Linked DNA regions of Mus musculus: region 2 is linked to region 1. A link is a contact called in public promoter capture Hi-C data. All regions are on one chromosome and are shown on one strand. Each heading gives the region's core, a stretch centred on a gene start, on an enhancer-like site or on the middle of the called end of the contact. The rest is flanking DNA. Distances are from core to core; before and after follow the strand shown.

Region 1 (4,202 bases), core at 14-2,513:
TGCAGATGAGGAGAGACCTAAATGGATAAGGGCACAGTGGGAAATGAGGGCTCAGGACCACAGTGCCCGCGGATAATAAACTGAAATACCCAATCCAATGACACGTGGATTCGTTGCCAACTGATTGTCATTAGTTGAAGAGGAAGAGCCCGGAAAGTGGTGCTGAAGCTTCTGCTTAGATAATTAGAGGGAGAAGAACAAAGACAGTGAACCCTGGGCAAGAGAAGCGTCCACTCCCTGTGGGTTGGCAGCCACTGGGACCTCTGTGAAAGTGAGCATGTTTTACTGCCCAAAGTAGTTAATCTGACAAGGGTCCTGTTGAAGTCAGGGATACCATTACTGTGCTGAAACAAGCATGACCAAAGCAACTTGGGGGAGAAAAGGGCTTATTTGTCTTAGGCTTCCACCTCACAGTTCATCATCAAGGGAAGTCAGAACAGGAACTTGAGCAGGGAGAAACCTGGAGTAAGGAGCTGATGCAGAGGTCATGAAGGAGAGAGTGCTAGTTATTGGTTTGCTCCTCCTGGCTTGCTCAGCCTGCTTTGTTATAGAACCCAGGACCGCAGGCCAGAGATGACAGCACCCACAATTGGCTGGGCCCTCCCCAACCTAATTATGAAATTGCCTTAATTTCTTTATTAAGAAAATGCATTACAGCTGGATCTTATGGAAGCATTTTCTAAATCTAGATTTCTCCACTCAGATGACTCTAGCTTGTGTTAAGTTGGCATAAAAGTATCCAGGACAGGATCTGTAGGATCAGACTTCAGACAAGTGAGAAGCCTGCTTATATGGGCTGTTAGTCCCCTGAGACATGAAGGATGGAGGTTACTCCTGGCTTGCCATCAGTGCTCTTCCTGGTTCACAGTAGTGAGCAGCATCTTCCAGGGATGCTGCTTGTTCCTAAAAGCTTCAGGCTGGATTGCTGTGTCATCTTTTTTGGAACAAGGAACAAAGACCACATTGATCAGCTGGCAACCCTGCTGTCAAATCCCTTGGTCTTGGCCTTGCTGGGCTCCCGTCTCCAGCTAATTACTCAGAGGGACCCAGAGAGCCTGCCTAACCAGACATTTCTACAGGTCTGGCCCATGCAGGGACCTTCTTTGCCACACTCAGGGGTCCTACCCAGGGGTGGGTTCAGGGCATGACCCTGGGGAGGCTGGGAGCCCCTAGGAAACTTTGACCAGGACAGGAGCTAGCTGCTTCTTCGTTCACTTCTTGGCACTAGTATGTGGGACTCAGCAACATGCAATGCAGAGTCAGCCAGTGAGATCAGCATTGGCTGTGAAGCCCAAGCTGAGTGGGAGAGGTCAGGAGAGAGAGGAGAGGAGTACTGGAACAAACAGAACCAGAATGTAACCCGGTTTTTCAAGCACTAACAGGAAAGAGAAAGTTTGGGGGCAAAGTGCCTGGCTCCCCACTGCTGTCTGGGAGGATTATGCCCAACCCTCAGGCTGCTAGAGTTAGTTTTCCAAGCAAATCAAAAAGACTCAGGAAAACAATCTATAAGCTTTTTGCAAAGAAGGCCCCCCACAGGGCATCAGACACTAGGAATCCCACTGTACTGAGAAAATAGTCTGTAGGGACTAGGTCCCCTCTGTGATTTCGGCATTGCTTCCACTTACAGGTAGCTCAGATTCCTACAAGCAAATCCCTCTGCCTCAAACACATACCAGGAGAGCAAAGGAGTGATCCAAGCATGGATATTAGACACTTTCAGCTCCACTGGGAACGCTTTTGGTCTTAAAAATATTTCTCATTATCTTTGTGTGAGCATGCACTAGTGTGGAAATCAGAGGGCACTCTGCAGGACTTGGTTCTCTCTTCTACCATGTTGGTTCTGAGAACTGAACTTAGGTCACCAGGCTTTGTGGCAAGTGTTTTTCCCTACTTTTTGGCCATGTTTATTCTCGAGTCATTATTTTGTAGACGGATCCTCAGAGGTTTGCTGGATTGTGGGCTCTGGAATGGGCTCACTGCTCACTTACCTCCAAGAATGACCCCATGCCTGCTTACACTCATAAAGAAATTCCCAACACTCTGGCTTTGAGCTTCTCCACCTAACTGCCACATAAAGCTTCCGAATTTTGTTTGATGGAAAATCCTGGAAATCCTATTAAGCATACAAGCTACCTGAGCTCCTCTCCTGAAGACTAATTTTAAAGGTCTAAATAAGGCCTCCCAGAATCTAGATTTGGAAAATGAGGTCAGGGCAAGTGTACTTACTGGGCAAGCATGACTTGAGTTCAAAGCCTAGCACACATGTGGAGAGGAATTTTAATTCAGCAGCATGGCAGCTCTGGCACGGGATCACATCCAAAATATGATAATGGCTTGGACCATGGTCATTGCAACCATAGCCCCAGTAGGTGAGAAAAGATGCTGAGGACTGTACCTATGGCAACCCAGGAGTGGAGAGGCCTAGGCTAGCCGTGAGAAAAGACACAGCATTCTGAACAGGTGGAGAGGGGAGGTTTTACTGGACTATTCTGTGTGTTGGAGTTTATAGCCCATCCTTGGATAATACTTCTGAAATAACGTGGGGCTGCTGTTGATGGAATGAATCCCGAAGTGAGCACCCACATGGCAGTTCACAACTGTCTGTAACTCTAGCTCAAGGAGATCGGACATCCTAACACAGACATTCATGCAGGTGAAATACCAGTGCACTAAAATGAAAACGAGTATTTTCTTTAAAAAAAAAAGAAAACTATTGTAGAAAAATGAAGAAAAAAGATAGACATGAGCTCTCAACTGCTGGTCATGGTGGGGTTTTTTTTCTCAGCAATAGGAAGTAACTAATATGACTGCTGTCCTTATGAAAGGAGAAATGTGGAATGCTTGCCCAGTTCCAACTAGGCTGTCCTCTCATTCTGTGGTCTAACAATTCCCATGTTCCCTTACCAGACCTTCCCTTATATTTGTTCTATCTTCATCTACTTATCCAGCTAATCTTATCTTCTAGTATCTGTCTCTATTAACTACAGATCTCCTGTATGACAATCAATCTCTGTGATATCTTCTTCTATGATCTAGACCTGTAATCTATTTCATCTGCATTTTAGTTTTGTTTTATTTTTAGTTTTTCAAGACAAGCTTTCTCTGAATAGCCCTACCTATCCTAGCACTCAGTATTTAGATCAGGCTGGCTTTGAACTCACAAACATCCTATTGACTCTGGCCCCTGAGTACTGTGGTTAAAGAATCAGGCTATCATGCTCAGCTACTTTATTTATCTATTCTCTTTGTTATCTACCTAGCTCTGTCTTCTCTTTTCTTACCTCTTCATCTGCCGGTCATGTACCTTATTATTCCCTATCATCTATAGATAGTATTGTATCTGTCATCCATCTCTCTTCTCTTGTCTTTTACCTATCACCTGAATCATTATTTTCTATCATCTTCTCTATCTATCTATCTATCTATCTATCTATCTATCTATCTATCTATCTATAATTTATCTACCAATCTATCTATCTGGTAAACTGTCTTCTATTATTCACCACTATCATCTATAATCTATATTTGTCAACCATTATCTACTTTCCTATTTTGTGGTATTGGGGATGAAACCAGGGTTTCCTGGGTAAATGTATTTATTTATTCATCTATCTCTTTTCGTATATGATCTTGGCACAAGCTGGAAGAGTGAACCATAATTTTTAAGAAATGCCTCCACAAAACTGACCTGTAGGCAAGACTAGGGCATTTTCTTAATTAGTGACTATTAGGGTTAGGCCCTACCCATTTGGGCACCTCTGGGCAGGTGGTCCTGGAATGTATAAGCAGGCCGAGCAACTCATGAGGAACAAGCCAGTAAGTAGCCCTTCTCACTGGCCTCTGCTTCAGTACCTGCCCTGAGTTTCTGCCCCTACTTCCTTTAATAAAGTACAGTGATGTGGAAGCAAAATATAGAATTAACCCTTTCCTTTCCTTCCCAATTTGCTTTTGTTCTTTGGTTTGTTCAGGGTTGTTTTGTTTGTTTTTCAACACAGAGACCAGTTTCTCCATGTAGGCCCAGCAACCCCAGAACTCCCTCTGTAAACAAAGCTGACCTCAAACTCAGAAATCTGCCTGCCTCTGCCTCCCATGTGCTGGATGAAAGGTGTGTACCATCACCGGCTTTGGTCATGGTGTTTTGTCTCAGCAACAGGAACCCTAACTAAGACACAGGGTTTGTTGCATGCTAAATAGTCTACTGT
Region 2 (4,740 bases), core at 1,111-3,610, 180 kb after region 1:
ACGTGATACCTGGGAACCCACCCAGGGCCCTCTGCACTCTTAACCTCTGAGCCATCCCCAGCCCGGGTTTCATTTTTGAGACAGTTTCACTGGGTTCACCAGGCTGGCTTGGAAGTCACAGAGCTACCTGTCTCAGCCTCCCAGACACTGGGATTAAAGGTACACTCTACCACATCAGCTTTCTATTTAATTTTTTTACTGGTTTTTGAGGCAGGGTCTTACCATCCAACTCTAGCTAGCCTAGAACTTACTATATAGACCAGGTTGGCCTCAAACTCCTAGAGAGCCACCTGTCTCTACGTGCTGGGATTAAAGGCAGGCACCACCATGCCTGGGCCTACTCCTAGGTTTTTTTAGTTACAAGCTTCTAAGTGCAAGATGGTTTGATATAATAAGGAACCTAAATTTTTATTAAGCTTTTTTCCTCAGTGACTACCTACACCAGATATATAAAAGCTTCAATAATGGGGCAAATGGATACTGATGACCTTCATTTTAAAATCAACAAAAATTTAAAAAGCCAACTAGATAATGAATGGCACCATTGTATTACACATCTACTGGTTGCTGCCATTTCCTGACTCCAGACATCTGTCCTGTCGTTCTGCCAGAAACAGCAACTTTTTTTTTTAACTTATGTAGAATAATGTGAGGGATAGGATGTCCCTTAATGGAAACAAAGCCGGACAGTGGTGGTGCATGCCTTTAATCCCAGCACTTGGGAGGCAGAGGCAGGCGGATTTCTGAGTTCGAGGCCAACCTGTTTTACAAAGTGAGTTCCAGGACAGCCAGGGCTACATGAAGAAACCCTGTCTTGAAAAACCAAAAAAAAAAAAAGAAAGAAAGAAAAAAGAAAAACCAAAAATAAATAAACAAATATAAATAAATAAATAAATGGTAACAAGATCTAGCCAGTATAGAAAATCTCTCAAAGCACTGTGATACAGTGCTAAAGAAATACAGTGCAATTATATTTATACTGTTTGTGAATGAAAATGATTCCAACATTTTAACATCTAGAGGTAAAGATAATTTTAAGTGCCAATATTATTTTAGGTAAAATAAAAATGAATACAGTTTATTTCCAATTACTAGCTAATTATGGAGCTCAGCTAGGAGTCTAATTTCTAAGAAGCAACTAATTTGAGGTGACTGTATAACTGCACAGGGACACACATCCTCATTTCCTATGTGTCTGCTGGTCATCTCAACTAGGGTATCTGGAGGCAGCCCGCAAGGTTAATGGTTCCTAAATCCTTCACCACTAACACATCTGATCCGTTCCCATAAACATTAAGCCCAAGTATAATTCTGTCTCTGCTCCCCTACCTATTATAAAGCTGTTTTGGAACTGCTAAGTCACTGTCATGGGATGTTTCAAATGCTTGCTCTCAGACCCACTGTGAACACTGCCTAAGTGCCTACCACACAGCACCTTCACCCATCTCACCAAACTGTGGTGCATTTCTGAAATTTCCAGAAGTGGCAGAGGAGAGGGAGAAAAACCAGACCAGGAGACATCGCTCTAACCTACCACACAAAACACTGAGTAAACCCAACATCAGTCACCAAGTCACCCAGCCCCTCCTCATACCTGAGCTTTTAGTGGAGTCTGTATCGAGGCTGGCGACAGTGCTGGATCTTGAAAGTCCTCCAAGGCTGGAATCCACAGACTGAGAAGAAAGACAGTAAGACATGTCTTCTCTGATGCAAATTACTTATGACACAAAATCTGGTCAATAATTCAAGCAGACTGACTGCGGCTAAAGACATTTTCTTTTTTTTTTTTTAATGTATGTGAGTACATTGTGGTTCTTCTCAGACACACCAGAGGAGGGCCTCAAATCCTATTACAGATGCTTGTGAGCCACTATGTGGTTGCTGGGAATTGAACTCAGGACCTCTGAAAGAAGAGCCAGTGTTCTCAACTTCTGAGCCATCTGTCCAGCTCGGCTAAAGACATTTTCGACAGCCAACTTCAAAATGTGACAGGTGCTCTTGCAACCACATACCAGATGCAGATAATGTATGTGATATTGGCATCTTCAGGCTGAGGCTGAACGTTAAGTCCCCTCCCCGACTCTGCCTTACACTGAAGTCTCCATGAACGCCTCTTCTTGCTTTCCTATTATTTCCATGGAACCTCAAAAGAACCATGTGCAGAAAGACAGACATTGAGCAATGTCTCTGTCTGAGAAGTGAAGAGAAGCCAGGAGATCCCCCCCCCCATCCCTAATCTGGCCCTCTGCAACTCCTTCCTCTTGTTTCTGCCACAGCAGGCTCAGGGATATTAGCAGATGGCATGGCTGTCAATGTGAACAGAACAACAAATCTGGTGACCAAGATAAAACTATGTAAGTAGTTCTAAGGGATAAATGTGTCATTCCTTTCCTTAGAAATGCCATTCTGTGAAAACCCTGACTCAGAAGGGGAGTGTTTCATAAATCCGTTGGCACTGCCAGGCAATATTCAAAAAATCTGGTAAAGGGAGGGAGCTTAAGCAATCTTGCTGTGAAGGAAATACTAAACACAACAACAAACCCTAGACTCCAAGACATCTCACCCCTCAATGCCTGCAATTTCTGTCATTTAAATATTGTATGGGCTAGTGAAATGATGCAATTCTTCAAGAGGACCTGAGTTCAGGTCCCAGCTCAGAACCCACCATAAGTCCAGCTTCAGGGCTCCAGTGCCTTCTTTTAGACTTTGTAGGCAACCACATTCATCTGCATATAACATCCCTCGTATATATGTACAGATAACTAAAAATAAACCTTAAAAATTTAATTAAATAAAAAAATGAGACCCAAGCATGGTGCCCCTAGCACTTGGACTGGGAAGAATCAGGGGATAACGGTTCTGCCCTGCTATAGGAGACCATGCTGTGAAGTAAGACTAGCCTGAGCTACCTGGAACCCTATCTGGAGGAGGAGAAGAAAAGAGGCTATATATTGTGGGCAGTGGACCGTGCCATCAGACAGAAAACTCGGTACGGTCAGGTGGAGTCAGAAACCCCAGTATCCTCATACCTGAGGACCGTAGGTGTTTCATTTACTCCCAACCAGGTTCCTATCCCGGAACATGTGACCACAACACGCCATGGAAAGGACTGTGACAATCAGTCTGAAGTCTCTCTGCATGCAGATGAGGCATCCTTAACATCCACGACCAAGCCAATAGAAACCTCTGCTCTTAGATCCCAACCCACCCCAAAATGTATAAAAGATCCTGTCCACAAGGGATAAAACACACGAACTTCATTTCAAAGACCTTCTGAGAGCATCTGTCATAGAGAGCTGTAACACTTTGGGGAAGGGAATTCTCTGCTGGAAACTGCTCCAACCTACTGCAGTCACTTCCTGCTTGGTGGCCCCCAAGCCCTGCTGCCCTGCAGAGTAGCTACATTGACTCCAGAGCAGTGGAGGCAGTGGTAGAGACTGGCCTTGATCTGACTCTCGCTCCCCTTTGGAGAGCACAACTCTTTGGCCGCTTAGGCAGGGCCAGAGCCCCGCAGATCCCCTCAGCTATCGTTCGGAACAGAGTGGCAATATATGGGTCATTGAGATGGGTTTAAAGGTAAGAGCACTTGTTGCCCAAGTCCTACAACATGAGTTCAATCCCCATATGCACATGGTGGAAGCCTAGAATTAACTCCTGCCAGTGTCCCTCTGACCTCCACAAACCATATAATGTGCCTCAATCCCTCAAATAAATGTTTTTTAAAAGTTTTTTTAAAAAATGTTAAATCAGGGCTAGGGAGATGGCTCAGCAGTTAAGAGCATTGTGTACTCTTCTAGAGATCCTGAGTTCAATTCCCAGTAATGACATGGTGGCTCACAACAATCTATACTGGGATCTGATGCCCTCTTCTGGCATGCTGGCATACATGCAGACAGAGCACTTATATACATAAAATACAATTTTAAAAATTGTTAAATCAGGGTGTTTTAACAAGACCACTCATAGCTTTAGTCCCACTTGGTGGAATTTAAAAATTTCAGAAATATACCAAAACAATAAAATTAGAACAAACATGGAGTGGTTAAGTAGTGCAAAAACAGGCATTATAGGCAGGTAGGGTGAAGACTCTGGGTCTGGCCATGTACACTGTGCGGAGCCAGTTAGGAGAGGCATCGTCAGTGCTCTGTGCGTCTGTCCCACCCTGGCCTCTTACCTTGCTCTTTGTACTGATTTCACTGCTCTGGGAACTGCTGCTGCTGTGTCTCTTCTTGCCTTTGCGAAACATCTTTCACCATAGCTCGATCCAGAGAAGATGCCGCAGTGGAACAAGTGTTGTTTCCAGGACTGTCAAGAAAAGCAACATCAGCTGGGTAGTGGCGCATGCCTTTACTCCCAGCACTCGAAAGACAGAGGCAGGCAGATCTTAGTGAGTTCCAGGTCAGCATGATCTGCAGAGTAAGTTCTAGGCCAACCAGGGCTACATAAACCCGTCGTCAAAAAAGAAAAAGAGAAAAAAAAAAAAAAGCAACAGCAGCCGGGCATGGTGGCGCATTCTAGAACAGCCAAGGCTACACAGAGAAACCCTGTCTCCAAAAAAACAAAACAAAACAAAACAAAACAAAACAAAAGAAAGAAAAGAAAAGAAAAGAAAAGAAAAGAAAAGAAAAGAAAAGAAAAAAAAAGCAACAGCAGACTTCCAGAGCACAAACAGAAACCATCAGCCCTTTCCACATCTGTGGGTGTGTTCCTTTTCCTTCCCTTGGATGCACTCTTTTTCAT

What was found. Capture Hi-C pulls out chosen DNA fragments and counts their contacts.
Region 2: a contact with region 1 is called in a promoter capture Hi-C map of adipose tissue. The contact joins two enhancer-like sites. A contact is called at or near these places in 6 of 39 promoter capture datasets (cranial neural crest, embryonic stem cells, frontonasal cranial neural crest and 3 more), 1 of 15 datasets of contacts at CTCF or cohesin (embryonic stem cells), 3 of 484 Hi-C or Micro-C datasets (LSK cells, cortical neurons and nephron progenitors), 2 of 115 datasets of contacts at active chromatin or transcription factors (embryonic forebrain and extraembryonic endoderm stem cells) and 3 of 9 other capture datasets (adipose tissue, liver and pancreatic islet).

Annotation. Positions count from the first base shown.
Region 1 is chr12:21,096,863-21,101,064 of GRCm38.p6, forward strand. No RefSeq gene overlaps it. Among named protein-coding and RNA genes, the nearest start is that of Asap2, 13 kb to the right of the region's middle. Within about 2 kb of position 1,264, at least 13 of the 459 cell types and tissues checked have an H3K27ac peak or open chromatin away from gene starts, as enhancers often do. A contact at or near this core is called in adipose tissue, where this site is marked.
Region 2 is chr12:21,275,226-21,279,965 of GRCm38.p6, forward strand. It overlaps Itgb1bp1 (integrin beta 1 binding protein 1), which reads right to left. Exons shown (of 7, transcript NM_008403.5): 2 at 4,175-4,305; 3 at 1,595-1,673. The coding sequence starts at 4,246. Among named protein-coding and RNA genes, the nearest start is that of Itgb1bp1, 8.7 kb to the right of the region's middle. Within about 2 kb of position 2,361, at least 5 of the 459 cell types and tissues checked have an H3K27ac peak or open chromatin away from gene starts, as enhancers often do. A contact at or near this core is called in adipose tissue, where this site is marked.